2 separate regions of the Oryctolagus cuniculus genome follow, and region 2 is linked to region 1. A link is a contact called in public Micro-C data. All regions are on one chromosome and are shown on one strand. The core of a region is the stretch at or near the end of the contact, and the rest is flanking DNA. Distances in the headings are between cores, read along the strand shown. Region 1 holds the start of KIAA0319L (KIAA0319 like). Region 2 overlaps KIAA0319L (KIAA0319 like).

Region 1 (4,432 bases), core at 932-3,431:
TGCCGCTCTGCCTGTCAAAACATTTCCCCTTACATTTCACCTAAACACCTCCTCTGCTGCAGTGTGAGCCCTTGACTCCAGAGCCTTCTCCCTGTTGCCATGGCAAACAAGCAGCGGCTGTACTCCCTCCTCCCTGCACCCCCCCACATCAACACCCCCCCCCCCAGCACTGCAGCTCTTGCTCTGCTGTCCCCAGCCTGGGTTCCTCCAATAGGCTGAGCTCTGAACCCACTCCCTTACCTTAACCTACCTTCTGCTGTCCTGACCATCCCCTGGGACCCCTCCCCAGTCACCTCCAGTCCTGTGACTCTCCAGAACAACCATCCCCAGCCCTCGAAAACTCTGCACATTACTACCTGCTGCTGTTACCCTATGAGTCAGCTCCCATCTGCTCTGGGACGCCCCGGAAAGCAGATCCAGGCAGCCTCCTCCAAGGCCCCCAGTGCTGCCACTGCTTTATTCACCCCCTTTATCCCTTCTGCGCACATCCTCGGGGAAGTAAAAACAAGAAAAGAATAAAGTACAAGATAGGGGTCTTGGGCCTTCTTTGCTGCCTCCAGGGCTGCCAGCACCACCTGCATATCCCTGGGGACTCACTGACCCCATTCCTTGGGGGCCCAACCACCCAGCCCTTCCCACCTCCCAATTTCAGCCAGTTCCTTACTAGCAGCAGGGCTGCAAACTGCTCGCTGTCATTCTTGGCCTCACGGAGGGCTCCCAGGTAGCGCTCCAGGGTGGGGTTTCGGCTCTCTGCCTGGTTCAGAGCTGGCTCACAATCCGAGGCCATGATGCCCGCCTTGCCCAACTGTGAACACAAGAGGGACTGAGCATCCCTCTGCAGAGGAGGGGCGGAGGTGGGGGTGGGGGTGGGAGTGGAGGATGCAGGGAGGGATTAGCACAGAGGGAGGGGAGGGGAGGATCTGGAGGGGTGGCTTCCTCAGGACTGACCCCTCCTTAGGGGAGCTCTTCTAGGGGGCTGGACCTGCAAATCTCTAGGGATGAAGAAGGGACCCAGGTCCAAGGTCACCTACAGGAAGTGGGAGAGAAGAGCTGTTAAGCTGGACAGCTCTCCTCACTAGTCTCCTGGGGTGGGAGGGGGCTGGCCCCTGGCACCAGAGGCCAGGTTCGGCAGAGGCACACAGGGAATGAGCGGGGAGGACAGACAGGAAGGAATGGAGACACAGATGGTTCACGAGAAGTTGGATTATCCGGCCTCAGGCTGACACGGTGGGGTGGGGGGTCGGGAAAGGGCGCCCTGGGCTTCAGCAACAGTGAGAATATGAGGTCTCAGCAGGGAAGGCTTGGGGGCCCCTCCGGGGACCCCACCCCTCCAGCCAGAACTCTCAGCCGCCCCCGCAGGCTCCTTGCCTCCTCTCCTTTCCCTCCCTCGGGCAGAGGCTGCAGCAGCAGCAGCGGCGGCGGCGGCGGCGGCAGCGGCAGAAGCAGCAGAAGCGGCAGAATTAACCCCTTGCCCGCCCTCCCCATCCCACTCCCAGCCTGTGGGTGCCGGCAGGGGCTGGAGAAGCAAGGAGGGGTCCCAGGTAGCTCCCGGGACAACAGAGAATCCAAGAGCCGGATAATCAAAGCGGGGCTGCTGAGATGGGGAGATGAGGAGGGAGGAGGGTTCCTGGCGGTCACCACCTGTCCCGCCGCAGCCAGGTCACAACACGACATTGATGAAGTCACGACAGAGCAGCGATGAGATCACACTTCACGATGGCGCGGTGATGTCACGGAGAGATCACAGCAAAAATCACGACATGGGGGGGCAGCCCCCGAAGATGACAGGGCAAATTATTTTTAGAAAGATATATACTGAAAAGGGCTGTGACAAAATGGAGTCTTGACAGGGCACGATGATGTCGCGATATGGCGCGATGGAGTCGCGATAGGGTCCCCAGGGTGTGTCGGCATCGATCAGCGCCGGCTCCGAGAGGCTCTGGCTGGGATGCACGGGAGGGTCTGAAGGGGGCTGAGCTCACCAGGCTGCGGCCCCGAGCAGCAGCGAAGTCTCCTCCGGGCGCGATGCTCCAGGAGCCTGGGGCCGCTGCTCACGCCGCGTTGCCCACTCCGGGCTCCGGGCTGCTGCAGCTCCACCCCCACCCCCGCAGCGCTCTCGACCAATCCGTGGCCGCTTCACTCCGGGCGCTGGCCAATGGCACGGCTGGGCGCTAAGCCGCAGGGGCAGCCGCCGTGACCGCCATCTTGCTTGTGGGTATTGCCCGAGTCTGGGACTTGGGGCTCGTGCAAAGGACCAGGGTGTAGACTTCCTTTGGAGAGCGGGAGGCGAGAGTCTGGGGGCCCAGAGTCCTTCGTCTGTGCGTAATCTTATCCCTTCTAGACAGCCCCTCCTCCCCTCCGGCTCGCGGCTGAATTGCGCTTCCGGGGGTGGGCATGGAAGGGTGTGCTTCCGGGTTGAGCCCGGCAAGGTGGGAGGAGGCTGCGTTTCCGGCCTCCGTCGCTGTCCAGGGAGGCTGAGGCGAGAGGGAGCTGTCCGGGTGGGGAGGCCGCACTGGTTTCATCCTCTTCCTCCTTCTCGGGGTGAGGGGAGCGAAGGTTGGGGGCCCCGAGCCCATGGACCGGAAGGAGGCGGAGGCCGCCGAGAGCCGGGGCCCCGCTATGTGGCCGTGAGCCCCGGTAGGTGGCCGGGGGCGGCTAGCTGCCGGGCCGAGGACCATGAGCTCAGGGGAGGGCAGGCGGGACGGGCGATGTCTGGGGGTGCGCTGGCCGGGTGTTGGGACCCGGAGGTGGCGCTCCTGGCTCGGGCAGAGCAGCCTGCTGTTTCTGGCCTTGCAGGCGCGGAGCTTGGGTCCCCGGCAGGAGCCCGACTCTTTCGTGTCCGGGCCTGATCATGCAGCTCCCTCCGTCTCTTTTCAAACAGTCGGGCTCGTCCACCTTCGACCTCTGCAGCCTGGCCCTGAGCTACCGTCCCTGGTGTTGGGTCTCCCTCCCACTTCCCACCCCCCATCCCCCGCCCCCGATATAGAAGTTGATGCAGAATAAGGGCGTGTGCGGGGGGATATTGAGCACAATGTGGAACATCTGATGCGAAACCTGCCTCATTGAGGCTTTTGTAAACGATGCCCCTCCGAGGGTTCTGATGCGGCTGCAGTGAGCACAGAGGTGACATGAGGGAAGCCAAATGGAAAACCTCAGGCGTGGCGCTAGGAATGCTTTGTCTGCTCTCACTTAGGGGTGGTTGTGCCCAGCCGACCGTAGATGCAATTGGTGAAGAGCATTAGCCGACTCGCCTTGTGCTTTCTTGTGTGACGAACAGTCTGGAAACTAGGAACAAACTGGAAAGACAACCTCCCAGAACAATCTGTTCATTTTTCCAGCTATTTGGAAAACAATGTCTGCAAATATAAGCAAAGCTATTCATGGCAGTCTGTTCTGTGACTTTCCCAAATATCCGAGACTTTTTTCTTTAAAGCTTTATTCTTGATTACTCATACCAGCTAAATAGGCTGTTTCAGACGTGCGCTGTCGTTATTCAAACATATCTTATCGCTGTGTACATAAATGGAGTTCCACGTATGTAGCTGACAGACTGAACTATGATACATCCCCCATCAACCTGAAGTATTAAGTAAACATTACCCCCTGCTCTGTCTGAACAGCTGCTGCAACAGAGAGTGCTTTTATTTCGGGTGTACTTGTAACGCCCTAAATGCCAGAACCATCGGGAGCTTTGAGATTTTCATTTGTCAAGTGTTGTGGGGGTGTGTGTTCTCTCCCTGGGTTGTTACCCTTTGATTTGATAACAAACTGTTTGGATCTTGGTGGTGTGGTGTTGTTCCTGCTTCTGGTCAGCAAGCCTTTGCCTGGACCCTAGCAGGGATTTGTGCCCTTCGGCAATTGCAGGTTTCAGAGGAATGACTGGGAGTTCCCATGATATTAGCTGCTGTTCTTATGCACCATTTGTAAGACATTGCCCTTGTAATCAGCTTGCTAGTCCAATGGTGTTTATTACGCCTGTTTTCAAAACCTATCCACTTCTTTTCTGCGTTGCCCTCCTACCTGCCAGGCTATTGATGACAGGTGTTGAGTCACCTTGAGTTTTAAATCCTGTGGTAGGCAGTAATGTGTGTTGGGTAAGATACATACACACGGGCACACTCCCCCATTCTCTCTTGGGAGAGTGGAGAAGTTGCTGGGTGTACTTTCTAACTCAGCTCCATTTCATGATCTCTTGAACGGGTCTGGCCCACACACCTCCTTTCTACTCCATCCCGCCCTGCTCCCTCACTTCCAACTCCAAAACAGTTAGAAATAGCAATGGATGGTAGTGAATGAGAAAAATGGAGTCTGACAGATGCTTATGGCTCAGTGGAAACTTTTTCTTGGGTGGGCTGCACCTCAGTTTTGCAGCTGTGTGTGTCTGCTTCCTGGTGTTTGCGTTGATATCCCGTGCAGGCAGTGCTAATCTCTG
Region 2 (4,594 bases), core at 325-2,824, 87 kb after region 1:
TTGAGTGGAGTTATCCATTTAGTAGCTGGGGGTGAGGGGCTAGGGATCAGGAGACAGCTCTGAGCAAGAGAGATAAATTTGCATGTCAACCCCAAACAGATGATAATTGAAGCCATAGTTATAGATAAGACCTACGGAGGAGAGTGTAGAGTGAAGGAGACTGAGGATAGAATCCTGGGTACACTGTCATCCTAAGGGTAGAGAGTGAGGAAGCAGAAGGAAATGAGTATGGCAGAGAGGTAAAACCCAGCAGGAAAGCATTAAAAGGAGATGGAAGTAATGAAAAATGCTACCTGCATCAATTAGTATTTACTCAAAGAAGGTAATCTTCAAGAAAAAACCACATCCTCCTGGAAGATGTTCACTACAGTATTAGTCATAATAGTAAAAAAGTGGAAAGAACTCAGGTATCCAACAATGTAGAATGCATATGTGAATTAGGACACATTTATTCATGGGCTATTCTGCAGTCATTAAAAGGCATATTAAAAAGATTGTGTGACAAAATGGGGAAAGTGTTCATACTAAATGAATGGGAGGAATAGCATTGAAAAGTTTGATACTTTCATTTTAGCTTGACCTTGAATACCACTGAAGTATGAGCTCTTCGAAGGTGGTAGAGATCTTACCTTGTTGCTCTGCCAACCCAAAGTCTGGGGTAGTGACTGGTACATGATTGGGTCTCAACAAATGTTTGTTGAACAAATGAGCTACTTTTTGTATGTAGTCAGGATAGGAAGAAAATAGAGGAATATAATGGATTGATGTGTTATAATATAGTGCGATAGTGGGTGATTTTATTTTTTTTTTCCCCATTTATGCAGTTAGTGAAAATGGTGATAGTGGGGAATTATTTGTTATTTTTACAAAATGTTTTTCTTTGAGGAACTGATTATTTTAATTTCATAACTCTGTGAAGTAGGCTGTTTGGGCCCTTAATGTTCTTCTGAAAAGAAAATGGGAGTACAGAGATATTGAAATCCCTTCTGTTCCGGAGTCAGCTAGTAATAAGATGCACATTAAAAGCTCTGTTTTTTTGTTTGTTTGTTTGTTGTTTTAGTTTAATTTATTGTTTCATTTCCTTAGCTAGTTTATACTTTTTTCCATTTCAGAAGCAGAGCAAAAGAATGAAAGGTTAAGCCTGGGAAAACTCAGATGTATGTATTCAATGTAATTGCTACGTTTTGTGGCTAACAGGTTTTCTCTTGCTTCCACAGCTCACTCCCGGCCTGTATGAATTTAAAGTGATTGTAGATGGTCAAAATGCCCACGGGGAAGGCTATGTGAATGTGACTGTAGAGCCAGGTATGTGTTGCCAGCTCCAGCTATGTCTCCATTGCTCCCTCTGCAGGCCTCCCAAGGAGATGAAGATTTGACTTCGGGGTTTTTAATTCCCAATCTTTTTTTGTACATATTAAATTTATCGAGCAATTCCTAGTTCAGTGTAGCAAAAGATTATAGTAGCAAGATATGTACTTTGTTCCAAGTGTTCTAATGGGAACAGTGGGCTTGGCAGGGGAGCATTAGTTAGGCAGCCCACAGAGCAGTGTGGCCTGAGCAATAGCCTGTCTCCCTGAGAACTACTCCCCCAAGTGGGCCAAGCTGAGAGCGCACCATGTGCTGTAATTAAGAGATAGGAAGAAACCAGAAGCCTTGGAGAAACATGCAGGAGAGCCAGCCAAGTGATAGGTCCTTTCTGATCTTCCAGAGTTCCTCATTGAAACCCTACCGTCCCTTCCACCTTGGAAACCAAATCCTGTCATTCTTTTTAAATGAGCCACTGTGGGTAGGTCACAGTGTAGTAGCAAGGTGTCTTGTTTTGGATTTTCAGAGAAATTTGGGAGAAGTTGAAGAGTGGCACTTACACTGGTAGAAATTCCTAATACTGTTTTTTTTTTTTTTTGATATTTATTTATTTGAAAGGCAAAATTACAGAGAGGCAGAGAGAGAAAGAGAGGTCTTCCATCTGCTGGTTCCCTCCCTAGATGGCTGCAATGGCCAGAGCTGTGCCAATCCGAAGCCAGGAGCCAGGAGCTTCTTCTAGGTCTCCCACGTGGGTTCAGGGGCCCAAGGACTTGGGCCATCTTCCACTGCTTTCTCAGGCTACAGCAGAGAGCTGGATTGTAAGTGGAGCAGCCGGGACTTGAACCAGTACCCATGTGGGATGCTGGCACTGTAGGCTGAGGCTTTATCTGCTACACCACAGTGCTGGTCCCCCAATACTGTTTTTTATCTTTGTTGGTACTTGATTCTCTTTTCATTTCCTAAACTTTGTAGCCAAAGTAATCATTTCACCTCCTTTAAAATGTATTAGCACTGGGGCATCACTGTGCCAGTAGCACAGTGGCACAGTGGGTTAGGCTGCTGCCTGTCAAGCTGACTTCACATATGAGTGCTGCTTCAAGTCTTGGCTGCTCCATTTCCAATCCAGTTCCCTGCTAATGTGCCAGGGAAAGCAGTGAATGATGGCCCAAATGCTTGGGCCCCTGCCACCCACATGGGAGACCCAGATGGAGTTCTAGGCTCCTGGCTTCAGCCTGACCCAGCCCTGGCCATTGTGGCCATTTTGGGAGTGAACAGATGGATGGACGATCTCTCTCTCTCTCATCTCTCTCTCTCTCTCTCCCCTCTCTAACTCTGCCTTTCAAATAAATAAGTGAATCTTTTAAAGAAATGTAATAAAATGAACACCATTTGACATTCCTCAAGGACAAAGTCATTGGGTTTGTAGCTCAGTCTTTTGGGTGGACCAGAGTGGTTTGTAACCTTCCTATCACTTAGCTATGGCAACCCCACACACAGCTCAGTGATGGCTGAGCTTTCCACCACAGTCTGTGCCAAGGGATGGTTTGCTTGCCAAGGCCTGTATCACACAAAGCTTGTGTGTTGTCCTGCTCCAGGCAGACTTGCCCCAAAGTAGTCACTTGCTGCTAAAGTGCTTTTTGTAAACTAGACAACACCTGAACATTGAAATTCAGAGTGCATAGGAATGGTCAGGTTTGGAAGTGACTTTTATCATCCCAGGGGTGTTGGTTTAGAATGGCAGCCTGGTCTTGAGACTTTCACATCTGGTGATGCCTCAACCATCTGTTAAGTATCCACTCAGATGTAGCTTTCTTCTATTAAATCCCCTTTCCCAATCTCTCCCTTGTCACCTTGTTACAGAACCCCGTAAGAATCAGCCTCCTGTTGCTATTGTGTCACCTCAGTTTCAGGAGATCTCTCTGCCAACCACGTCTACGGTCATAGATGGCAGCCGTGAGTACTGGTCTAAACGTGATGTTTTAGAAGACATTCACTGTGTTTCCTGGGTGGAACACCCTGGTGGAAGATTTGGGGCTGGACATGTCTGCATTCTGGTTAGGCCATTATCTTAGCCAAGTCACGGGAAGACCACGCATCTGGAAGCAACTGTTAGGAAGTAATAAACCAGACAGGTCCTGTTTCAAATTTCTATGTGATGTGTATGAAGTAGTATTTCTTTGAGAAGATAAGACAATGTATTTAGCATTATTTTAGTTGAAATTCCTTGTTCAGATTTGCTTACACAGAGTTGCCTTTCTTGGTTATGGAAACAAAATTCCTACGTAAATGAGAAACCTGACTGAAGTGCTCTCACCGCCATTATTGCCCACAAGATTGTTGTCTGTTCTATTGGAGGACTCAGAGAATGCTCTCTACACCCTTGCCTGCACTCATTAATGTTTTCCTCTTCAGAGTCATGTCACCTAATGAGTGCCATGAAAAGATTTCTGGGTCTTTGTTCTGTGAGTGTGCAGGTTTCAGCCTATCCTCTCACCAGTATTTGCTTGATCTCTTTTGAGACCCCCTAAAGGCCTGTTACAGTGACTGTTGGCACCAACAATGGTTTTTGGCAGAGAGTCACTGCTTTATCCAAGGACTTTCTAGCAAGATTAAGCATTTCATGTCAGTGATTGTGGCAAGAAGAGGAGACTAGGAAGATGGAAGGCCAAGAGGGAAGAGAGAGAATGTGTAGAAACCCTTATGATAGCATGTGGTATAAAGGGTTCCTATTTACCATATTACTTGTAGGTTTGAAGAGATCAAAGTTAAATAATACATAGAAGGACACAGTGAGAAGAATTATAGCATCCCAGTCTCTCAGCTCTCCAGTTTTCCTCTAGGCAACCAATAATGTTATTTTATATATCCTTCCAGAGATAGCTTATGTACATATTAAGAAAATATATACATAGTCATTATCCCCTTTGTTTATGCAAATGATAATATATTATTTTCACTTAGCTATGGTGCTTGTTTCTGTATGATGCAGGAGTTTTCTGAATCAGTTCTCATACATGAAGTGCTTATTCACTCTTTTTTTAGAACAACTATATAGCATTCCATTATATGAATGTGTAATTTCGTTGTGTGAATGTTTGCTTATTTATAGTCAATATTCATGACTATTTAGATTGCTTTCACTTTTTTGCTATTAACAGTGTTACCACATTAATAATGTTGTAAAACTTGATGTTTAATGCCTGCCCTAGTGTATGCACAACAGATTTCTAGAAGAATTGCAGGGGCAAAGATAAATATTGCCAAATTACTCATTATAGAGGGTCTATCA

The links. A called contact is a pair of places that touch in the nucleus more often than the background predicts.
Region 2: a contact with region 1 is called in a Micro-C map of ear pinna, with 5 times the contacts expected there. The contact joins the enhancer-like site here to the promoter of KIAA0319L in region 1. A contact is called at or near these places in 3 of 6 Hi-C or Micro-C datasets (ear pinna, embryonic fibroblasts and an unstated tissue).

What each region holds. Positions count from the first base shown.
Region 1 is chr7:137,056,686-137,061,117 of mOryCun1.1, forward strand. It overlaps KIAA0319L (KIAA0319 like), which reads left to right and starts at 2,182. Exons shown (of 21, transcript XM_051832163.2): 1 at 2,182-2,318. It overlaps NCDN (neurochondrin), which reads right to left and starts at 2,122. Exons shown (of 7, transcript XM_051832167.2): 1 at 1,983-2,122; 2 at 665-805. The coding sequence starts at 787.
Region 2 is chr7:137,144,172-137,148,765 of mOryCun1.1, forward strand. It overlaps KIAA0319L (KIAA0319 like), which reads left to right. Exons shown (of 21, transcript XM_051832163.2): 7 at 1,218-1,305; 8 at 3,166-3,258. Among named protein-coding and RNA genes, the nearest start is that of KIAA0319L, 88 kb to the left of the region's middle. Within about 2 kb of position 1,575, at least 1 of the 8 cell types and tissues checked has an H3K27ac peak or open chromatin away from gene starts, as enhancers often do.